Regions from separate parts of the Bos taurus genome. Here region 2 is linked to region 1. A link is a contact called in public Hi-C data. All regions are on one chromosome and are shown on one strand. Each heading gives the region's core, a stretch centred on a gene start, on an enhancer-like site or on the middle of the called end of the contact. The rest is flanking DNA. Distances are from core to core; before and after follow the strand shown. Region 1 holds the start of NANS (N-acetylneuraminate synthase). Region 2 holds the start of TBC1D2 (TBC1 domain family member 2).

The links. A called contact is a pair of places that touch in the nucleus more often than the background predicts.
Region 2: a Hi-C map of liver shows a contact between it and region 1, with 2.5 times the contacts expected there. The contact joins the promoter of TBC1D2 here to the promoter of NANS in region 1. A contact is called at or near these places in 4 of 11 Hi-C or Micro-C datasets (blastocyst, liver, skeletal muscle and 1 more).

What each region holds. Positions count from the first base shown.
Region 1 is chr8:63,190,479-63,196,685 of ARS-UCD2.0, reverse strand. It overlaps NANS (N-acetylneuraminate synthase), which reads right to left and starts at 3,730. Exons shown (of 6, transcript NM_001046482.1): 1 at 3,519-3,730; 2 at 1-177. The coding sequence starts at 3,650.
Region 2 is chr8:63,354,819-63,361,025 of ARS-UCD2.0, reverse strand. It overlaps TBC1D2 (TBC1 domain family member 2), which reads left to right and starts at 3,259. Exons shown (of 13, transcript NM_001101981.1): 1 at 3,259-3,656. The coding sequence starts at 3,282. It overlaps LOC132345966 (a long non-coding RNA gene), which reads right to left and starts at 3,004. Exons shown (of 4, transcript XR_009495600.1): 1 at 2,868-3,004.

The sequences.
Region 1 (6,207 bases), core at 2,481-4,980:
CTCGGCATATTTCTGCAGCTCCTTGTACTGGGCATGGCTGAACTCCAGATGGCGTTTGTGCTCCCCGTATGTCTTCCCCCAGGAATGCTTCGAGGTGTATGGCCTCTCCAAGGCTTTCCGATTAAACTTATACTCCAGCTCACTCTTCTGGAACTTGGCACAATCGGCCCCGCACTCCTGCAACATATTAGGGTTCCTTTAATTTTTGGTCATGGGCTCTCAGAGAGAAGAGAAATGTTGGGGCAACTGCTATTAAACCATTATCTTTAAAAACAACATCAAGGGTACTTCCCTGCCAGTCCAGTGGCTAAGACTCCATGCTCCAGATGCAGGGAACCAGGGTTCAATCCCCCTGGTCAAGGAACTAGATCCCACATACCGCAACTAGATTCCGCATACCTCAAAACTAAAAGATCCTGCATGCCACAACTCAGACCACTCACTCTCTCACTCAGGCTCAGCAACTAAGACCTGATGCAGCCAAACAAATCAGTAAATAAACAAACATTTAACAAACAAACAAATGCCAACATCGAATGATGGAGTTCTTAAGAACTCCCAAAGAAGAGAAACAGAAGCAAGGAAGTCTCAAAAGAAGAAAAGGCTGGGGATAGGAGTTCCCCTCTGTTTTTCCCTCTTAAAATGTAAAAAAAAAAAAAGGCAGGGGGGACTTTGCTTTACATTATACTATTAAAAATAATTAATCAAACAATCAAGATTTTAAGTTGTATAACTCAGCAGAGGATATGAGCACTGGACCAGAATTTAGGGGGAAAAGAATCTGCCTTAACTCTGACTCTCCTAGATAAGTCACTCCCTATCTCTGGCCTCAGTTTCTCTATCTGTACAAATGGCCATGTGGAACAGCTCCAAGGCCTATAACTTTCTGAGGAGCCCCTGATGGGGGTGGCTGTTAGCTGTTCTGCACATGTGGTTTCTATATGGCATCTTGTTTGAACAAGAGATTCTGGGGTAACGGCAAGCAGAAAAATTTAGAAATGCCCCAGCTTTACTGAACAGAAGCTATAATATAAAAGCTGGATTATCTGACTCTAAAAGCTATAATTTTATTGCCAGTCAGCCTCCAAGCTCTCAAAATTGTTTTTTTTTTTTAATCACTCGGTAGAAAGATTAAGGGAAACTCTCTCAAGTCTCAGCTCACTGACACTGCTACAGACACACAGGTCAAACCTGGGCTCCAGAAACGTCTGTGCTCAGAGCGTCACTTTCACTCCTGGAAAAGCCACAAAATGGCATGGTCAAAACTTGATGCTAGAAAGAAGTTCAAAGAACATTAGACCTGAAAGTGACCTTGGACGACAGAGTCCTCATTGTCTAGATAAAGACCCCAAGGCCTAGAGGGACCTGACCAAAACTGTGCGGAGACTCTGGCAGAGGTGGCCAGAGGGCTTTCCTGGAGGCTGCACGACATGGTCTTCCTAGCGCAATGCTTCCCTCCTTTGCTTCTCATGTCTGCCTCAAGAAGCAGACTTACGCTCAAGAGGTTACAAAGCTTGTCTCCGTCTAGGCAAACCTTCCCTTTATAGGAAGTAGTAAAGTGAAGTAAAACAGCAGAAAGTACTAATGAGGAGAGATCAGAGAAAGTTCTACCACATCCCACACGACAGCAGTTGTACTGGGAGGACAGAAAGTTCCTCCCCTTCTTTTCTCCACTTCTTTCGTAAATGAGGTACATTTCTGTATCTGTTTAATGCTATGGTCAACTCTAGGTTCAGAAAACACAATCACTGTCCCTGTTTTACCCCACTGCTGATGGTTTCTTTGTTCAAGCTTTTATTGCTTCTCTACTGGCAAAAAAGCAAACTGACAAATAAGTCAAGGTGTAACACACCCTTTGCATCAAATTTGAAAGTTAGGTGGTGCATTTAAGGCACTTGACCCAGTAAGCATTAAAAAATGTTAGCAATTGTTACTCTTTAAAAGTGTATTTTACTTTTTAGATTTCACCCATAAGTGATAACATATAGTATTTGTTTTTCTCTGACTTGTTTCATTAAGCATAGTATCCTCCAGGTCCATTTACATTGTTGTAAATGACAGAATTTCACTCTTTTTTATGGCTGAATAATATTCCATTGTGCATACACACTATATCTTTATCCATTCGTTTGTTGATGGAAACTTAGGTTTCAAACAGACTCACAGATCTAGAGAACAAACAAATGGATACCAGTGGGGAGAGGGAAGGAGTGATGGACAAGAAAGGGGTGTGGGATTGAGAAGTACCGTCTACTATGTATAAAATAAATGAGCAACAAGGATATACTTTACAGCACAGGGAAATACAACTATTATTTTGCAATAACTTTAAATGGAAGAGTATAATCTATAAAAATATTGAATCACTATGTTGTATACCTGAAACTAATATTATTGCAAATCAATTATACTTCAATGATTAAATAAAAATTTAAAATAAAAGTATTTCTTTTTTTTGGCCACGTGGCACCCAGGATCTTAGTTTTCCAACCAGGGATCAAATCCACATCCCCTACAGTAGAAGTAGAGTTTTAACCACTGCAGTGCCAGTGAAGTCCCCAAATAAAGTATCTTTATGATTCTGTAGGGTTCCATAAAAGCAGAGTTAAGTCCTGAAAGAGTAAAAGAAAACCTAATTATGAATGACAGAACAACTCTGGCTGAAGGGAAGTGAAAGGAAAAAAAGATTTAGTGAACTACCTCTAAATCAAGGAATCACAGTGCAGATCTTATGCTGGGGACTGAGTTTACAATGAAGAATGTGACAGGTCCCCCCTTCAGAGCACTCACAGTCTAACAGAGAAAGTTTAAACAGACATTGACAATGCAATGCCATGGGAAAAACTACAGGAACCCAACTCTGACAGGAGGAGTTGGAGAAAGCGTCCAAGAGAAGTGGGAGCATGAGCGTTCATTAACATCATATCACTAATAGCTAACATGTATTGAGTCCTATTTGCCACGTACTGTACTAAGAGCTTTACATCTTTTTTATTCTCAAAATTCTATGAAGTAATTACAAGGAATGGCAGATGAGAGAGACAACAGCAACTTCAGGAACTTCCTGGAAGTAATTCACTGTCGCAGAAAATGTCAGAGATTTAAAAAATGATAGGCTGGAAGAGGTCAGGTCATTAAAGTCTTGAAGACTTTATTAAAGGGTTTCGACTCTACAGTGGCAGTGCATAGCCACTGAAGGCTCATCAAATCTGTGTTGCAGAAAGATCATTCTGCCACCAGAAAGGGGCGAGAGAGGTCGGGTTAGGGAGCAACTGTAGTAACGCAAACAAATCAGGAGGGTGGCAAAGGGATGAAGAACAGGATTCGAAACGTTTGTTAGTGGACCTGGAGAGCTGGACGCCAGGCCAGATGCAGGGCACAGAGAGGCAGAGCGAGGATGATTCGGTCTCTGCGCAGCCCCGCCCCACCCCGGCCCAGGCCGCTCTTCCTCCAGGCCCTTCCCTACCCCGGCCCCCGCCCCCGGGCTAGTGCCCGAGTTGTCTAGACCGTCCCCTCACCTTAGCCATGCGGATCATGCGCTTGGCCACGTCCAGATCGCCCTGGTGGTTCTGGCCGATCTCGGCAATGATAAAACATGGATGGTGCCCGCCCACCCAGCGCCCAGGACACAGCTCCAGCTCCAGCGGCATGGTGGTGGCTTACGCTTCCCTGCTGCACCGCCAGTCAGGGTCCCGCCACCTCCTTAGAGCGTTAGGTCCGTAGCCCAGCGAGACCCACACACCGGCCCCGCCACGTCAGTCCTTGGCCGCCGGGCAGCCAATCCCCAAGCACGGCCTCGCTCCCGACAGCCAATCAGATTAGGGGGCGGAGCCACCCTGCAGTAGAGAGGTGCGGCGGAAAGAGGAAGTCCAACAGCCTTCTCTGGAGCTTGGAGTGCGGCTCACAGCCGCGAGCGTAACCTCTGACGGTCGTAGAGTGCCTGCATCGGTGAGCAAACATTCCCCTAAGGAGGCTGAAGGCTGGCTTCCTTGGGCGTGGAGAGAATGCGCCCTACGGTGTAATGGAAAGAATGAATTCTGGAGTTACAATTACAGAGCTGGTTCGAGCCCACCCCTGCTCTTGATCATGAATACCTTACCCTTCTGAGCTTTATTTTCCTTTTTCTCTGAACTGGAAAAATTATAGACTGTACATCCCAAGATTCGTGAGATAGCGTATAGATCACCCTGATCACAGTACTTGGCCTGTAAGCTTTCGATAAGTGGTTGCTGGTCCTATTATATGAGATGCATAAAGTTCAAAAAGTTCACTGACTTGTCCACAAGCCATCCAGAAAGCCACGGTGGAGCTGGGACTAGGACCCTGGATTGCCTTCCAGCCTAGGGCTCTTGCAGTACCCTATCAGTTGAGTCGCTTGGTCGTGTCCGACTCTTTGCGACCCCATGAATCGCAGGCCTCCCTGTCCATCACCAACTCCCAGAGTCTACCCAAACTCATGTCCATCGAGTCGGTGATGCCATCCAGCCATCTCATCCTCTGTTTTCCCCTTCTCCTCCTGCCCCCAATCCCTCCCAGCATCAGGGTCTTTTCCAATGAGTCAACTCTTCGCATCAGGTGGCCAAAGTATTGGAGTTTCAGCTTCAGCATCAGTCCTTCCAGTGAACGGCCAGGACTGATCTCCTTTAGGATGGACTGGTTGGATCTCCTTGCAGTCCAAGGGACTCTCAAGAGTCTTCTCCAACATCACAGTGCAAAAGCATCAATTCTTCAGCTCCCAGCTTTCTTCACAGTCCAACTCTCACATCCATACATGACCACTGGAAAAACCATAGCCTTGACTAGACAGACCTTTGTTCACAAAGTAATGTCTCTGCTTTTGAATATGCTATCTAGGTTGGTCATAACTTTCCTTCCAAGGAGTAAATGTCTTAATTTCATGGCTGCAATAACCATCTGCAGTGATTTTGGAGCCCAAAAAAATAAAGTCTGACACTGTTTCCACTGTTTCCCCATCTATTTCCCATGAAGTGATGGGACCAGATGCCATGATCTTCGTTTTCTGAATGTTGAGCTTTAAGCCAACTTTTTCACTCTCCTCTTTCACTTTCATCAAGAGGCTTTTTAGTTCCTCTTCACTTTCTGCCATAAGGGTGGTGTTATCTGCATATCTGAGGTTACTGATATTTCTCCCAGCAATCTTGATTCCAGCTTGTGCTTCTTCCAGTCCAGCGTTTCTCATGATGTACTCTGCATATAAGTTAAATAAGCAGGGTGACAATATACAGCCTTGATGTACTCCTTTTCCTATTTGGAACCAGTCTGTTGTTCCATGTCCAGTTCGAACTGTTGCTTTCTGACCTGTATATAGGTTTCTCAAGAGGCAGGTGAGGTGATCTGGTATTCCCATCTCTTTCAGAATTTTCCAGTTTATTGTGATCCACATAGTCAAAGGCTTTGGCATAGTCAATAAAGCAGAAATAGATGTTTTTCTGGAACCCTCTAGCTTTTTCAATGATCCAGCAGATGTTGGCAATTTGATCTCCGGTTCCTCTGGTTTTCTAAAACCAGTTTGAACATCTGGAAGTTCATGGTTCACGTATTGAAATACCGTATACTGAGTTGCAAACAAAATTGAGAAATAAGTTTGAAGGAAAAAGCAAACTTGATTCTCCTCTTGACTTCCAGAACTAATGAGCAAAGTAACAACAATGGAAGGGAGAGGAAGAGGCATTTCTGGGTGGAAGGGAGAAGGGTAGGTTGGGACACTTGGTATAAATATGCAGGTGAGGAACTTCCTTGGTGGTCCAGTGGCTAAGACCAGGCTTCTAAGGCAGGGGCCCCAGGTTCAATCCCTGGTCAGGGAACTAGATCCCACACACTGCAACTAAATATCCCACATGCTTCAACAGAAGATTGAAGGTCCCACGAGGCATAGACAAAGTAAATAAATATTAAAAATAAATATACAGGTGAAACTGTTAATTAGGTAGGAGGAGAGGCAGCTCTGAGGCTCAGTGTGGGTCTGGGCTGGAGATAGAAATCCAGAAGCCATTCTGAGTGAGGAAAGACTGACTAGGTTGACTCCTGAAGGAGAGAGTGCGCAGAGGACTGAGCAGTGGAGGAGTGAGCCTTGTGCAGCTGCCCTGGAAGGACAGAGAAGCAGAGTGTGTCCTGAGGAGGAGAGACCCACAGAGCTGAAGGCCCAGAGCAGTGCGTAAGAATGAGGAGCAAGAACTCAGTGGAGAA
Region 2 (6,207 bases), core at 2,010-4,509, 160 kb before region 1:
CAATTGCACTCATCTCACACGCTAGGAAAGTAACGCTCAAAATTCTTCAAGCCAGGCTTCAGCAATACGTGAACCGTGAACTTCCAGATATTCAAGCTGGTTTTAGAAAAGACAGAGGAACCAGAGATCAAATTGCCAACATTCGCTGGATCATGGAAAAAGCAAGAAAGTTCCAGAAAAACATCTATTTCTGCTTTGTTGACTATGCCAAAGCCTTTGACTGTGTGGATCACAATAAACTGTGGAAAATTCTGAAAGAGGAATACCAGACCACCTGACCTGCCTCTTGTGAAACCTGTATGCAGGTCAGGAAGCAACATTTAGAACTGGACATGGAACAACAGACTGGTTCCAAATAGGAAAAGGAGTACGTCAAGGCTGTATATTGTCACCCTGCTTATTTAACTTATACGCAGAGTACATCATGAGAAACGCTGGGCTAGAGGAAGCACAAGCTGGAATCAAGATTGCCGGGAGTAATATCAATAACCTCAGATATGCAGATGACACCACCCTTATGGCAGAAAGTGAAGAAGAACTAAAGAGCCTCTTGATGAAAGTGAAAGAGGAGAGTGAAAAAGTTGGTTTAAAACTCAACATTCAGAAAACTAAGACCATGGCATTCGGTCCCATCACTTCATGGCAAATAGATGGGGTAACAGTGGAAACAGAGGCAGATTTTATTTTTCTGGGCTCCAAAATCACTGCAGATGGTGACTACAGCCATGAAATTAAAAGACGCTTACTCCTTGGAAGGAAAGTTATGACCAACCTAGACAGCATATTAAAAAGCAGAGACATTGCTTTGCCAACAAAGGTCTGTCTAGTCAAGGTTATGGTTTTTCCAGTAGTCATGTATGGATATGAGAGTTGGACTATAAAGAAAACAGAGTGCCGAAGAATTGATGCTTTTGAACTGTGGTGTTGGAAAAGACTCTTGAGAGTCCCTTGGACAGCAAGGAGATCCAACCAGTCCATCTAAAGGAAATCAGTCCTGGGTGTTTATTGGAAGGACTGATGTTGAAGCTGAAACTCCAATACCTTGGCCACCTGATGCGAAGAGTTGACTCATTGGAAAAGACTCTGATGCTGGGAGGGATTGGGGGCAGGAGGAGAAGGGGACGACAGAGGATGAGATGGTTGGATAGCATCACCGACTTGATGGACATGAGTTTGGGTGAATTCCAGGAGTTGGTGATGGACAGGGAGGCCTGGCGTGCTGCAGTTCATGGAGTCACAAAGAGTCAGAAACAACTGAGCATCTAAACTGAACTGAATTCAGAAAAGAAGGGAGATCTGTTCCTAACCTGGCAGTGCTAGTCCTTGTAGGCAGTGGCACAAGCCATGTAAGGGTCCCTGGAGGAATAACCTCGGGAGCAACCTCTACCAACATTGGTAATAGGTCCTAACCCTGATACCCAACTGGAAGGAATGACTGACTATACCAGGAACCAACTCATAGAAAGGTACACCTGAACTAAATTTGGATTTTATTGCTTTCAAACCCCCCTTTGGCTGGAACAACAGTATAATTAACATATCACTGATTTTGTAATGAAAATTCAGTCCTCCTTCCCAATACAGACTGAAGATAATGGGAAGGTTCTAAGGATAGAGGAAAACGAAATTTATTGATTTGACAGCAAATGAGGACAGTAGCAGACTAACTTCCTGAAAATTACCGTCCTGCTTTCTGGGAGAAACCAGGAGTATTTAAGGAAAGTCTTGAGACTGGGGTTAAAAGGAACAAGCAAAACTAGCAAGAAGGCCCGCCAGCATTAATCAGTAACAAAGAATGCAAATTTAGTTCCCAGCAACACAAGGGGAAGATAGGAAAAACAGTTTTAGAAATCATCTATCAAAACAGTTTTAACCTTGTGGCCCTTTTACAGTTGGGAGGATGTTACTTCTTTTCATTTGCTTATTAAGAGACATTATCCCGTATACTAGGAACTTGGGAAATACTGTTACTATAAATTATAATTTCTGCAGTGAACCTGTATTTAAAAAATTACTGTACTGGCAAAGACAGTCTCAGTCTCTGGGCATAATTTACCCGGAAACGAGAATTTTGTTAAGGATTGGAGAAGGCAATGGCAACCCACTCCAGTATTCTTGCCTGGAAAATCCCATGGATGGAGGAGCCTGGTAGGCTGCAGTCCATGGGGTCGCTAAGAGTCGAGGACGACTGAGCGACTTCACTTTCACTTTTCACTTTCATGCATTGGAGAAGGAAATGGCAACCCACTCCAGTATTCTCGCCTGGAGAATCCCAGGGACAGAGGAGCCTGGTGGGCACAAAGTCGGACACGACTGAAGCGACTTAGCAGCAGCAGCAGAGAAAGAGAAGCTAAAGGGAGAGGAGCTAAGAAAGGGCTAGGGCACCGTGATGCCTCGAAAGAGGTGGACAGAAATGGGTTCTACAGCCTAAGAGAAGAGATGCGCCTGACAGGAGGGAAGGGGAAAAACTTTAGGTCAAGTGGTAGAATGAGACATGAGGTTGAACGAGTTAATCAGGGCCTATTTGTCTGTGTAAACAATTTGCTGAGTCCAGCCCCAGTCAGGGTAGCAGCCGGACCAGGCGCCCCAGGTAACGCAAGCAGCCAGAAAAGGAGGCTGGGACGGAGGGCGGAGAGGCCGCCGCGGTCAGGGGTGAATCACGAATAAACAGCCGCGGGTACTGAGCCAACGAGCCCCACAAGCCGAGAGCAGTGCCGGATGTGGCGACACTGAGCAGGGCGTCCCTTTCAGCCAATAGCCGCGCGGTCCGCCGTCCGACGGTGACCGGAGCGGTACCTGGGGAGAAAAGGCGGGAGGCCCATGAGGCGCGAGAAAGGACCACCCTTCCACGCCATTACGCGAGTTACCAGAGCAGTGTACCGGAGGACCCGCGTCTCTTTCAGCTTCCCTTCCGCGGGTTAACTAATTCAGAGACACCACGCCTTCAACCTGTGGACTGCCTCATGCCGGAAGCTGCCCCCAGTAAAGATGGCGCACAGGCAACGAGGAAAAGCCTGAAGTAGGCGGGAAAGGAGGAGCCGGCAGAGGGCGTGCCGGGGCGTGTCCTGGCGGCCGAGGTCCGAATGGGCGTGGCCATCCGCCCCTACTGGGCTTTCGATCTATGAGGCTCACAAGCTGCAGCCAACCGAGTCCCTCCGTCGTCTCCTGGAGGCGGGTCGCCACTGGCCCCGCCCCCGTCGGATCACTCCCTTTTGGAAGGTTATCACCTGAGTTTTCAAGATTTGAGTGGGGTTGGGCCACTAACCTCCAGTCCCTCTGCGATGGAGGGCGCGCAGGAGAGCCCCGCGGAGTCTGGTTCCTCCGTCCCGTGGTCCGAAGAGCCTGCTGGCTCGGCCAAGGTTCCCGAGGTGTCGCTTTCGGAGGAGTCGGAGGGCTGTACCCGGCCCCTGGAGGCGACCCCCCCAAAGCTTTGTGGATATTTAAGTAAGTTTGGTGGCAAGGGGCCCATCCGGGGCTGGAAATCCCGCTGGTTCTTCTTCGACGAGAGGAAATGTCACCTGTATTATTCGCGGACCGCGCAGGATGCGAATCCGTTGGACAGCATCGACCTCTCCAGTGCGGTGTTTGATTGCAAGGCGGACGCCGAGGAGGGGACTTTCGAAATCAAGACTCCCAACAGGATAATTACCTTGAAGGTAAATGGAGCACTGTTTTCCCTTTTTGGCCGGGATGGGATCCCAGGGCACCGCTGAGCACGGGTGGGTGGTCACAATAAACTTACCATAATCACCGACCCCGATCACCTCAGTGAACCCTGGGTGCCCAGGGTTTTGTGTTTTTCAAAGCGCATTCACACCCATTTCCTCATTAGATTCCTGCAGTAAAGGCCGGGATGATGGACCTATATTACGGATCAAAAAACTGAGTCATAAAGGGGTAAAGGGACTGGTTTGAGTCACACCACTAAAAAGTAGTGTAGCCCACACTTGGAATCTCATAGCTTCCCTACTTCTCAGTACCTTATCAAAACTTTTAGGATACAGTCCATTGGGTTGCAAAACAGTCAGACAAAACTTAACCAGCTTAACAACAAAAAACTAGGCAGTTACCATAACTTTCTTACTTAGGGCTGAAGTATAGTCAAGATATGAGCTTTACAATCCTCTTTCAAGGCCTGGATTCTGAATTACTTTTCTTGATGTTGTAGCCAAGGGGAGTGAATGCTGAGAAAACATTGGCAGAGATTGGGAGATAAACACTTAGGTTTCACTGATCAACCTACATTGTTCATTGAAGCATAGCCAAACCTGTTTTCTCATCAGTAAGTTCTGTTTTATTATCATATTTAACTGGAAAAGCCTGAAGCATTGCAAAGGCCATGCGCTTTGAAATCAGACAGGCTTGGATTCAAATTCTGCATCAGCTACTTACTAACTGTGTGACTCTGGGCAAGTTAACCTCTTAGTACCGAGGTAGTTTGTGAGACTAAAACAAGGTATGTAAGCACCTGGCACATCACAAGTTGCGGAATTAATCTCAGCCTATACTACTGCTGGCATCTAGTGGGTGCACAATACGTATTTGTTGACTGAGCACACATAGTAACAGAACCAAGGTCAGAAACTTCTTGTCCAGTGAAAGTGCCTAGAACTTAACTGGAAAGAAAGATTGGTGTGGGCTAGGAGTTCTGGAATTCACACTCAGAGAGGAGTGTGCCAGTAGACTGCTTCCCTCCCACCTCTACTTCCAGCCAATGGAGAATCTATTGAGCCCCCTGGATATAGCTCACAGCTTTTAGTTGCACTTTAATGACTAGGCCAGTCTTGTGACCAGGCTGCAGTGGGGGGTGGGTGACAGTCCATCAGGAGAAAATGATGGCTGAGCTGTAGCATTGGGGAAGGAGACATATGCAGGTGGCTATGGATATGAGAGAGGAGTCAAGGATGGCTTGTGTAACTGGCTGACTGCCTGGTTGGGCCAGTCACTGACAGGAGGGAACCCCAATTGAGGAAACAACAGGACATGCAGTCATATGTCCCCTTGGTAGATTCTTAAGTTTCAAGAGGAGAGGGGCCATGTGGGCTCACCAGTGTCTCCACTGCCTACCACAGTCCCTGACACATACCATAGATGCTCAATATACACATGTCCAGAGAATTAATAAAATGGGATGTTTGGGTATGAGTGGGAGTTTGTGAGCACAAGGTCATGGTGAAGCCCTGGAAGAAGCTGAGGTCTCTCAGGGAAAGCTTTGATATATAGAAAGAGAATGGTGGACAGCATTTTATCTGATTTGATCCCTCCATGGCAGGCTGAGGGCCCCTTTCATGGAGCCTCCTGCCTTCTGCACACCTCACCCCTGGCCCTCTTGAGAAGAGGGCTTGCCCTGGTTGCTTGCTTATATTCTCACACGGCCTTGACTGTGGTCATCTCTGTGAGGCTTACCTTCCAATCCTAGCGAGCTGCCCAGCTTCTGCAGCCCATCTGATCCCAGGCCTTCTCTCTGTAAGTCACACTCTCCTGGCCATAAATTATAACAGGTCTCTGGCTTAGAAGTGGGAGACCTGGGTTCTGGGACCAGCTCTACCACCACCTGCCTGGGCCACCTCACAGCCTTAGTTTCTCCAAGTTTCTCCATCTATAGCAGGGGCCAAGCACTCCTGCCCTGCTTCCCCAGTGGAGGATCAGGCAACGTAATGGATGTGAGAGTAGGTGTGTGGACCATCCAGTACCAGGGGACTGATGACCAGTGTCAGGTGTACCTTGTGTGGGCTGCCTGGAGGTGCCACTGAATTGTTGTTGAGCGCATGTGACTTTCCAGGTCCCAGTCGTATCATCCTCAGAAAGGGGGGGATTCTCCTCACTCCACAAAGTTGACTAGGACACTGAGATGTCACACAAGAAGGTAGTGATGCTACCCGGGCCCCAGCCAAGTCAGAATTTCAAAGCTCTCTCCCTCTCTCTCAATGTCTCCAAACTCTTTTATCCAGTGAGCACATTTGGAGCTCCTGCTGCATGTCAGGAACTCTGCTGGACACTTTCCTTCCCTCATTTCACCCTTATAACCACCTTATGGACCGAGTGTTATCATCACCATAGTACAGATGAAAACACTGAGGCCCAGAAAGGTTAAGATATCTCTGAGTGGAAGATCAGAGCCTGGTTATCTTCTATGACTGAGGAGCATGTGGTGTTTCAAAGATGGGCACCTATCCACAGTGGCAGTGTTTTGTTTTGTTTTTTGTT